Linked DNA regions of Danio rerio: regions 2 and 3 are each linked to region 1. The links are chromatin contacts, called in public Hi-C and HiChIP or PLAC-seq maps. All regions are on one chromosome and are shown on one strand. The core of a region is the stretch at or near the end of the contact, and the rest is flanking DNA. Distances in the headings are between cores, read along the strand shown. Region 1 holds the start of naf1 (nuclear assembly factor 1 homolog (S. cerevisiae)). Region 2 holds the start of fbxo18 (F-box DNA helicase 1). Region 3 holds the start of parp12b (poly (ADP-ribose) polymerase family, member 12b).

Evidence for each region. A called contact is a pair of places that touch in the nucleus more often than the background predicts. HiChIP or PLAC-seq counts read pairs in DNA pulled down with a chosen protein or histone mark.
Region 2: a Hi-C map of hematopoietic stem cells shows a contact between it and region 1, with 3 times the contacts expected there. The contact joins the promoter of fbxo18 here to the promoter of naf1 in region 1. A contact is called at or near these places in 6 of 18 Hi-C or Micro-C datasets (caudal fin, embryo, hematopoietic stem cells and 2 more) and 3 of 4 datasets of contacts at active chromatin or transcription factors (caudal fin, embryo and gastrula embryo).
Region 3: a contact with region 1 is called in an H3K4me3 HiChIP or PLAC-seq map of gastrula embryo, with 2.7 times the contacts expected there. The contact joins the promoter of parp12b here to the promoter of naf1 in region 1. A contact is called at or near these places in 1 of 18 Hi-C or Micro-C datasets (caudal fin) and 2 of 4 datasets of contacts at active chromatin or transcription factors (embryo and gastrula embryo).

What each region holds. Positions count from the first base shown.
Region 1 is chr4:10,564,589-10,567,977 of GRCz12tu, reverse strand. naf1 (nuclear assembly factor 1 homolog (S. cerevisiae)) reads right to left here and starts at 1,594. Exons shown (of 9, transcript XM_021475221.3): 1 at 1,509-1,594; 2 at 1-352. The coding sequence starts at 1,574. trnay-gua (transfer RNA tyrosine (anticodon GUA)) reads right to left here and starts at 1,920; the gene lies at 1,833-1,920.
Region 2 is chr4:10,428,697-10,431,677 of GRCz12tu, reverse strand. fbxo18 (F-box DNA helicase 1) reads left to right here and starts at 1,671. Exons shown (of 20, transcript NM_001045149.1): 1 at 1,671-1,863; 2 at 1,965-2,428. The coding sequence starts at 1,671.
Region 3 is chr4:10,383,686-10,386,759 of GRCz12tu, reverse strand. It overlaps parp12b (poly (ADP-ribose) polymerase family, member 12b), which reads left to right and starts at 1,712. Exons shown (of 8, transcript NM_001115086.1): 1 at 1,712-2,161. The coding sequence starts at 1,824. It also overlaps a transcript of glt8d2 not described here.

The sequences.
Region 1 (3,389 bases), core at 345-2,844:
CAGACTGAACACTACAGATCTGTTCATCGATTGGTTCAGACTTAATATTGGAGCTCTGATCTGCCCGTCCAGACTGATCACTGGTTAAAGCATCTCTTATTAGTGCAGGTTGACCACCGGAGCTCTGATCTTCTCCTGTGAGTCCAGCATGATCACTGGTAAAATCTTCTTCTTTTACAAGTTGATGTTCTGAATTCTCTTTGCTAGATTGTTCAGGCTGAATGCTGGAGATCTGATCGTCTCTCTGTTCACTGGTGCATGGTTCATCTGTAGGTCCAATTAACACATCTGTGTTTTCAGTCTTGATATCCAGTTCCATTTCGTCTTTTTTAGATTTGGTCTCATCTTGATCCTGGAAAAGAAACAAAATTTGTGCAAGATATAGATGTGAAAAAATAGCAATTATTATTATTATTATTATTATTATTATTATTAGGGATGCACAATATATCATTTCAGCATCGATATCGTAATGTCATCATTCGCAAGTCTGGATTCAAATTCATAATTTTGCAAGTGATTTCTAAGGCGTGTGAGGGTTTTAAAAGCATTAAGGCCTAAGAAATTGTACCATTTGTACCTTTCTTAATTTTATAACCATCACTTTTATTGAATTGTTTATAAAACAAAGACCAAGTGGTATTATTTTTCTTTTGATTATTCAATTACTGTATACCTGAATACAATTTCATTCATTTTCTTTTTGGCTCAGTCCCTTTATTAATCAGGGGTCGCCACAGCAGAATGAACCGCCAACTTTCAGCTGCAACCCAACACTTGCAAACAAAAAAACACTGTTTATTTCATTTGAATCTTTTTCGTTATTGAACTCATCGACGCTGTTAGATTGTTTTTTATATTTTATGCACTTCCCTACAAAATCCACCCAAATCAATCTAAAATTATAAAACCATTCCAAATGGTTCAACTCATTTAGTAAAATTGTATTCATATCGCAGAATAAAAAATTGCAATATGAGAATTTTGCAATATCATACAATCCTAATCAGTATTATTATTATTATTATTCAGCATGATATTAACACCGTAAGAGAACATGTGGAATAAAACATTTTCTATTAAACTGATGTGATTCTCTTATGTGAGTGCACATGATCTTTGTCATTTCTCAAAGGTGCTGATGGTTGAATTAATTCTAATGGTTATTATTATATTTAGGGGGAAAAAAAACATTGAGTGTCTCTTTAAGTAATCAGCATGCAAGATTAAAGTTAACTCAGCAGGGTGGCGGTGTTACTGATGCCGTGACTTGCAATCTAATATATATTAAAAATCTATTTAAAATCTGAGCTGCATCTTCCTCTAACCTTACTAAGTTAGTCTACAGCTATTCATGCTTGATGCACATGCTCAATTATTCATCACTCAAGTTTAAATTATAAATGCACATTTTAGAGGATACAATACATATATTTAGTACCTACCAAGTGTGCCACAATGACTGTGAATGATAAGAAACACACATACGCATATAAAACATCCTTTACCTGGCTGTAAGTTGCGTTTTCTGTACTTGAATTCTCCATGTTTAGCTCTCCATGTGTGAACAGCATGAAGAAAGCGCTTCAGCTATGATTCTACGTCATCGGCTACACGTGAACAGGAACCGAAAAAAGCCTTTCAAAATAAAAGCCACAATATCTGTTGATAAAACAAAAGTTAAATGTTTAAAATATAAACAAAATAAGCGAACATTTGTATAAAATTTTATTCAACAGTGCCAAGCTAAACAAAATTTCAGTCATTCATTAATTACCAATACATAGCTGAAATTATACGCTTATGCGAGTCGTATGTTTGAAAAAACAATCTCCTTCGAGCCGGATTCGAACCAGCGACCTAAGGATTTCAGTGATAATCCGCTACAGTCCTCCGCTCTACCAACTGAGCTATCGAAGGGTATGAAATGACGTCAGGAGCAGCGGAATTAGTCGACTTCTTATGACTAGTAGAAACTCAGTTAGAGATATCTCTAATTACAATTGACTAGTCGAAATTCATTTAGAGATATCTCTAATCACAATTGTGACTAGTCAAAACTCATTTAGAGATATCTGCAAATATTTTTCAATGGAAGTCAATGGAGGAATATGACCAGTCACAATATATTTGCAGATATCTCCAATATGATTTCGTACTAGTACAAATGTAATTGCAGATATCTCTAATTGTCATTCTGACTAGTCGAATTATAATTATGACTAGTCAAAATATAATTAGAGATATCTCTAAATATATTTATGGATAGTCAAAACAAAGTAGTAAATGTTAAAACGGCTTGCCATAGACGTCTATATTCCGTGTCTATGCTGATATTTCGGTTAATCCGTAGTAGTTTGTTTGGAAGTTGACAGAGATTTCTGAAAGTATTATATTTCGCGGGGCTGTTCAGTGTTCATAATCTTAAACCAGGGCTGCCCAAGATCCTGTCCCTGTTCCCCCGTCTAAACTGAACCGCACTTACAAAAATGGCTACAGAGTTCGTTTCAATCAACCCCGAAGTCTCTAATGTGAACACGTTATTATTGTAAGCTGTATAAACCGAAGTAAATAAAGACACTCCTTCGAGCCGGATTCGAACCAGCGACCTAAGGATGACAGTGTTATGATACCGCTACAGTCCTCCGCTCTACCAACTAAAATGTACCACCAATAAATGTACTTTTTTAAAAATCTATATTAATATTTGATCTCTATTTAGGTTATATACCATTTAATATAACCAAATTACTGGCTGCTGTAGTATTAACAAGTTACCAGCAGATAGCGCTATTGGGCTTCACAAAAATTCACGAGGCTCAAACTACAGCTGTGCGCATTAAAACAGCACATCTGAACCCTTGTACATTAATTTCTTTTGAGCATAAATAATGTCTACATACACACTTACCATGATTTTACACGTTCAGAAAATGTCACTCAGTGTAACAGTTGCTTATTAGCAGAAGTGATGGTGGCATAATAAAGATGTTTGTGTTTTAAAAGGTCAAAAGTGTTGTGTATGTGTTTTGTTTTACATATTTTATCACGTGAATGCATTTATTCTTTTTCAAATTTATTAGAAACCTTAAGGTAGACACTTTACTTGAATTTAATACATTCTGTATGTATATATCGCTTTATTAGTAATTTAATAACAATTAATTTCACACCAATTTGTCCAAAATAAATATGTATTATTAGTATTATCATTATAAGTGTGAAAACACACACAAAATATTCTGTCAACAGAACAAGACGATAGAGATAATTTTTCCATGACTTTTATAGGACTGTCAAGTAAATTGTCATGACCTATTGTTTCATGGAATGCCTATATATATATATATATATATATATACACACAACAGTTCTGTCTGGTTCTCGAA
Region 2 (2,981 bases), core at 422-2,921, 140 kb after region 1:
TCTGCTGAACAAAAAAAAAGATATATTGAAGAATATTAAGCAGCAACTTTTGACTTCGATACTAATTTTGTTTCTAGTATAGATGTCAATAGCAAATGGTTTCCAACAATCTTCAGAATATTTTGTTTTGTGTTTAATAGAAGACAGGAATTCATAAAAGATTGGAAATGCTTGAGTGAATGCTTGAGTAAAACACAGAACTTTTCATTTCCACATTATAACAAGACAGTCTCTGGCAGAGCAAAGAGTTTAGTATATCTGTCTGCTGCCATCTATTGGATGCTATGGACCCCTAAACATGATCGTGTGAGGGACCTCAATATTAAAATGCAAAAGGCATTCATATAGTTTCTTGTATAAAACAATGTACACAATGTCATTCAAATAAATATTATAAAGAGTTTATATATATATATATATATATATATATATATATATATATATATATATATATATATATAAAATTATTTATTTCAACTCAATGTATTTATTGATTTGATTTAATTTAATATGTAATTATTATTTATTTAATAATTAGTTATTTATTTGTATTTTAACTACTTTACAATTGTTATATTTGTCAGATTATTCAATCATATATATGTTTGGTTGTATATGTTCAGTTATATCATAATAAAACTGTATAAATATTTTAACAACTAAATTATTTATCCTCTTTTTCCACTCTGGTTAAAATTGCCAGAATGGTTTCGACAGTGACTTAAATCAACTACAAACGAACAAATAAAATGAAAATGACAAAAATTTAAAAATCAAAACTTATTATATTACACTGATTGGGGGTTTTGAAGTAATTTAGCTTATTATAACCCATTAATTTAATCAGCAGTATTTTATTATCGCCATACTATTATAACTATTTATATTTCGATTTTTAAGCTAAATTAAAAGGGGCAGAAGTTAAAATAAGCTGAAAACAAGCTGAAATAAAATATGTTAATATTAAATTTCTAACGTTTATATTGTTAATTATGTTTATATCACGCTGGTGACCAAACACTGTCATCTTTTTTGTTGACATTTTCGTTGTATCTTACCGGTTCATTCTTCCTGAGCTGACTCCAATGCTTCAAGACTTTTCAAGAAGTTATTGATGTTAACTGTTTGTTCGGTTAGGAAAAACAATTTTGAGACGCAAAAAAGCATATAATTGCCTGAAACAGTCGCTTGTCGCCTTCTACCGGCGTAAAGATATATATCATACAGAAAAGTGAGCATGGCAAACGCGAACGTAGCGCTCAACCAATCAAGTGGACTCTAAACCACGCGTCTGTCCAATCAGAAGCAAGTATTATTAGAACTTTTATTTTGAAAATAACGCCAGGAACCTTTCATTTGTAGCGAGGTAGAGCGGAAATGGAGCCCTCCTGAAGTTGTTGTTGTGTTGTTTTCTGTGGAAGTTACACTTTATCGCACTGTGATTCATCATGGAGTCTTCCATGATAGGTAAATATTAACGATGACCCCCTTTGTGGGTTTTCTCTTTACACGTCGTGTTTGTTTTTGAGTAATTTAAATGCCTGTTCTATTGTAAGTAAACGAGCACACGCCTGCATTTAAAGTTTGCATTCAGCTCCAATCTCGCGACTCGTGAGGTGCATAAATATATGTTTCTGTGGTTTCCCCACAGTCATTCTGTGTATCTGCATATGTTTCCAATAGGAAGGGCCAAACGCAGGCATCTGGGGCCCTCAGAATGTAACGATCTGGCTCAAAGCAACACTGGGAGCCAGTCTCTTACACAGCCATTCAGTGTCAGTCTCAACAACAGAGATCCAAACCAAAGACTTCAGCCTAGGACACCCACGAAAAGAAGAAGACGTGGTACTGTCTCATTCATATGTTTCTTTTGCATCTTTATGCATTTTGTATGGGGGGTTGAGTGTAGCTACTATGAATATTTTCTTTTTCAAACATTTTAATTTATTGTTTTGGCTATTAAGCTTCAGATGGTGCAGGACAACAGAAGGGCATCACTGATTTCTTCTCCGTCACTGGAGTCATCAGTTCCAGCCCGCAAAAAGGAACCAAAACTCCTATAAAGAATGAGGAGGAGGAGGAAGAAAAATGCATCCCACAAGAGGAAAATGTTGAAGAGGACTTCATGGAAGGAATCACAGAGGACATGTTTGATGATGACTTTGAGATGGAAATTGTATCGGTCAAAAAAGAGCAGGCGGAGGTTGCTGTGAACAAAGGAGACGAAGAGGACTCGGTGGAAGCTCTTCCTGATGCCCATTTTGGGCTGCTGGGAGTGCGGGGAGGGCAGGAGGTGCCACAGGGTCACGTCCAGGATCTGCCCGAAGAGATCCTAAGGGAAGTTTTCGCTCTTCTCCCTGCTCAGGATCTCTTTCAGCACATCAGTCTGGTGTGCCGTCACTGGAGAGACGTGGTCATGGACCCCAAGGTGTGTCTTTCAAACATTACACGCTAAATTACTGTCATTTTAAACACTAATGCTTTGTTGCTATCCTTCAAGCCACCAGGACCTACCCATTTATCAACAAGATATTTTTGATTCTTTAAAATTTAATGTTATCACTTATTGCTTTTTAACAAGTACAGATATAAAGACACATTTTCTTTATTATTTCATATGTTTTTTACACTACATGATGATGAGGCTTTATTTACATATCTTTATTGGAAAACAGCTTTTTTTCAATAATCAATAAGTTGTATATATACATAATTTAAGCAGGTATTTATTTTAAGTTATAATTTGTATTTTACTTTAATTAAAAGTTTTTATGTATATGCAATGCAATACAATATATGGTTTCAGCATCGATATCACAATGGGTGAATCTGCAATAGTCACGTTGCTGGATCTCAATCGATTTCAAGTGAATTTAAGCGATTTAGAGACAAGCAATTAGAAAGTTTCCCACTTCAAAAGAGATTAGTTTTGTTAAATTATTTATATTATATTATTATATTACATTATTTTACATTTTAAT
Region 3 (3,074 bases), core at 463-2,962, 180 kb after region 1:
GGTTAGATCGACGTCTGTCTGTTACTAGATCAACTGAACAGGTTTCCCCGGCAAATGCATTATGCAGGAGGAAGCTCATCTAAAAGCACTGAACCAATAGATTAAAACACTAACTTACAGTATATCAAAAATCTGTCACATGATCAGAGCAGATTCTATTCTATTCTATTCTATTCTATTCTATTCTATTCTATTCTATTCTATTCTATTCTATTCTATTCTATTACTCTATTCTATTCCATTCTGTCTTATTCTACTCTATCTTATTCTATTCCATCTTATTCTATTCTATTAAATGATATTATATTATATTCTGTCTTATTATATTCTGTTATATTCTATCTTATTCTATTTTATCTTATTCTGCTCTATTCTATTACTCTGTTCTATTCTATCTAATTCTATTCTATGTTATTCTATTCTGTTCTATTCTATCTTATTCTATTCTATTCTGTTATATTCTATTCAAAATAGCCAGAGATCTATTTTTAGCTGTAATTGAGCTACTTGCGGTATTAACTATACATCCTACATAACCCATTATTATTGTTTTTAACTCAGTGTTATTCGTATTAAAATAGGTCTTGTGTTCATAACACTTGTTTGTATTTATAACACTTAGATTTATTGTTACATTAAGTATAATTAATACATATAAAATTAATAAACATATTATAAACAAAATGAAAGTGGCAGAAAAAAAGTAAATATATCTGCCTGTTTGTCTGTTATGGAGTCAGAACAGTCGCAAAAATGATACATTTGTATTCATAAAATTAGTAAAGTAAAAACACAATTCATAAATCCACAACTTTAATTCATAAATTCATCAATAGGGTATATGCAGAAGTATGCAGAAGGACTTTTAATTTTGCAGTAATCTGGGTCAATTAACTGTTTGCAGTTACAAAATCTGCACGTTTAAGGTCTGTTTTCCTTACGAATCAATGATCTCCACTGCCTGATAGATATACGATATAAAGTGGGTCTCAGATTGTACAAGAAGCATTACATTAAATTACATTTTCTCGTGCCATGTCTTTAAAATATGAACATTCATTTTGCTCCAGTATTTTCAGCTGTGTTTCTGCAGTAGCCTGCTGATACTGACAGGAGCATGCATGTAAATGGCTTTTCATCTCGGTTTACGCTTCGACAACTAAATGAATGCTGAAGTCTATTGAACTGATCATATTTTAATTACATTACAACATCGATGCTGTAAAAGGAATTGTATAAAATTTTAAAAAGTCACATTAACCGTTCACCGGAAGTTTATTGGTATGGGAAGAAAACAGTAGATGAGCAAATACCCTATTCAAATGTAAAAAGCAAAAATATTTCCCAAACGCTCACACATATCTTAAAAACATTTAAAATGGATTAAAATGGTTCTTGGGTTACTTTCCTCATGCATTTGTGAACATGTTAGATGTATTTATGAACCCCTGAATGTGCATTGGAAAGTGCTCCCAAGAATATGGAGTCCTTTAAATTTGTGTGGGGTATTTTTAAGACCTTTCTGGCAGGACATGATTCGATACAAATCTTTTTTTGGAGGAGTTGTGGATTTATGAATAGTGCTGTGCATTTATGAATTTTATAAACGCAAATGTATTGTTTTTGAGACTGATCTGGCTCCATAGTCTGTCCGTCATAGTTGTTTTCACGAGACTTTTATTTTGAAAATGATTGGCACTGGAAACTTGGTACCGAATCTTAGCACTACGTTATTGCAGTTTCCGCTTTCATTTATGTAGAAACGAAGACTCAAAAACATCGAAGTACAGTCAGACTGGAGCCCACCCGAGGCTCTCATCTCTATGTCCGATATGTCGGACTGCACTCGGGTCATACATTATGCGACCAGCATATTATGCAGCAATAAAGGCTCCATGGAAATGTCCCAGCTGCACCGGAGGGTCTTCCAGCGTTTTGAGATCAGCGAAGCAGATTTTTGGTACATCGTCAAGAAATGCGCCCGCTTCGTTATGGTCCAGAGCAGACCCGGAGAGGAGGATGCAGAATCAGACTGCACAGTTGTCGCCAAGACATCTCTGAGACTCTGCAAGAAATATTCCAAGAATGAATGTTACGAGTGCCAAGACTTGCACCTCTGCAAGTATTTTGTCTACGGGAACTGCAGATATGGAAAAGGAAGGTAAGTTTGAGAGAACATTTTTAAGCGGTATCTCTTTAATGTAAGATTTTCCTGTCATGTTAGTGAAAAATAAAAATATATGGTAATTAATAAAATGTTAATGATGTAGTTTATACATAAAATACACATGCGTTAAAGGGAAAGTTCACCAAATGACAATGTCCTCACCATTTACTCACACTGAGCTGTGGAAGTCAATAAACCGCTTTGTTTTTCCCAATTCTTCAGAGTATCTTCCTTTGAAAACATAAAAAGAAACTCAAATAGCTTGGGAAAGTGAGTAAATGATGAAAAAAAGTTCAGTTTTTGGGAGAACTATCCCTTAAATGCAAAATAAAATTGTTATTCAGTTATAAGTATTAATTTATTGAAATTAATGATGTCAATTTATTATTGTAGGTTCTGTTTAACCCATTGATCATTTTGTGTAGTATAGTTTTATGATTACTTGGCCTTCTTTGCTTTTGTTTATTTGTTTTTTTAAACGCTTATAAACATGCATTCAAATATTTTGATGCACTTTTTAAATGTATTTTTCCACATTTCAGACTGATAGTATAACAAATATGATTGAATTTAACTTGGCCAACAATTAATCATTTTTAAATTATTACAATCAATATAATTGTACATAACTGATTATTATTACAGCATTATTCATTAATAATAATACTTTTTCATTATAATAAAAAAATGCTTAAATGCTTCATATTTTCTATGGGGATATAAAATATAATGATTGATTGTTTAAAAATACAAAAAATCTGCATATTATATAGCATACACTTTAAAACGCAGTTTGACTACTTTAAAAAGTGAGTAAATCTATTGAAACTTGGAACGGTTAAATTGATTTTAAGTTTTATAATTATGCATATAATTTGTTTACTTAATCATTTTAAGGTAATGAGAT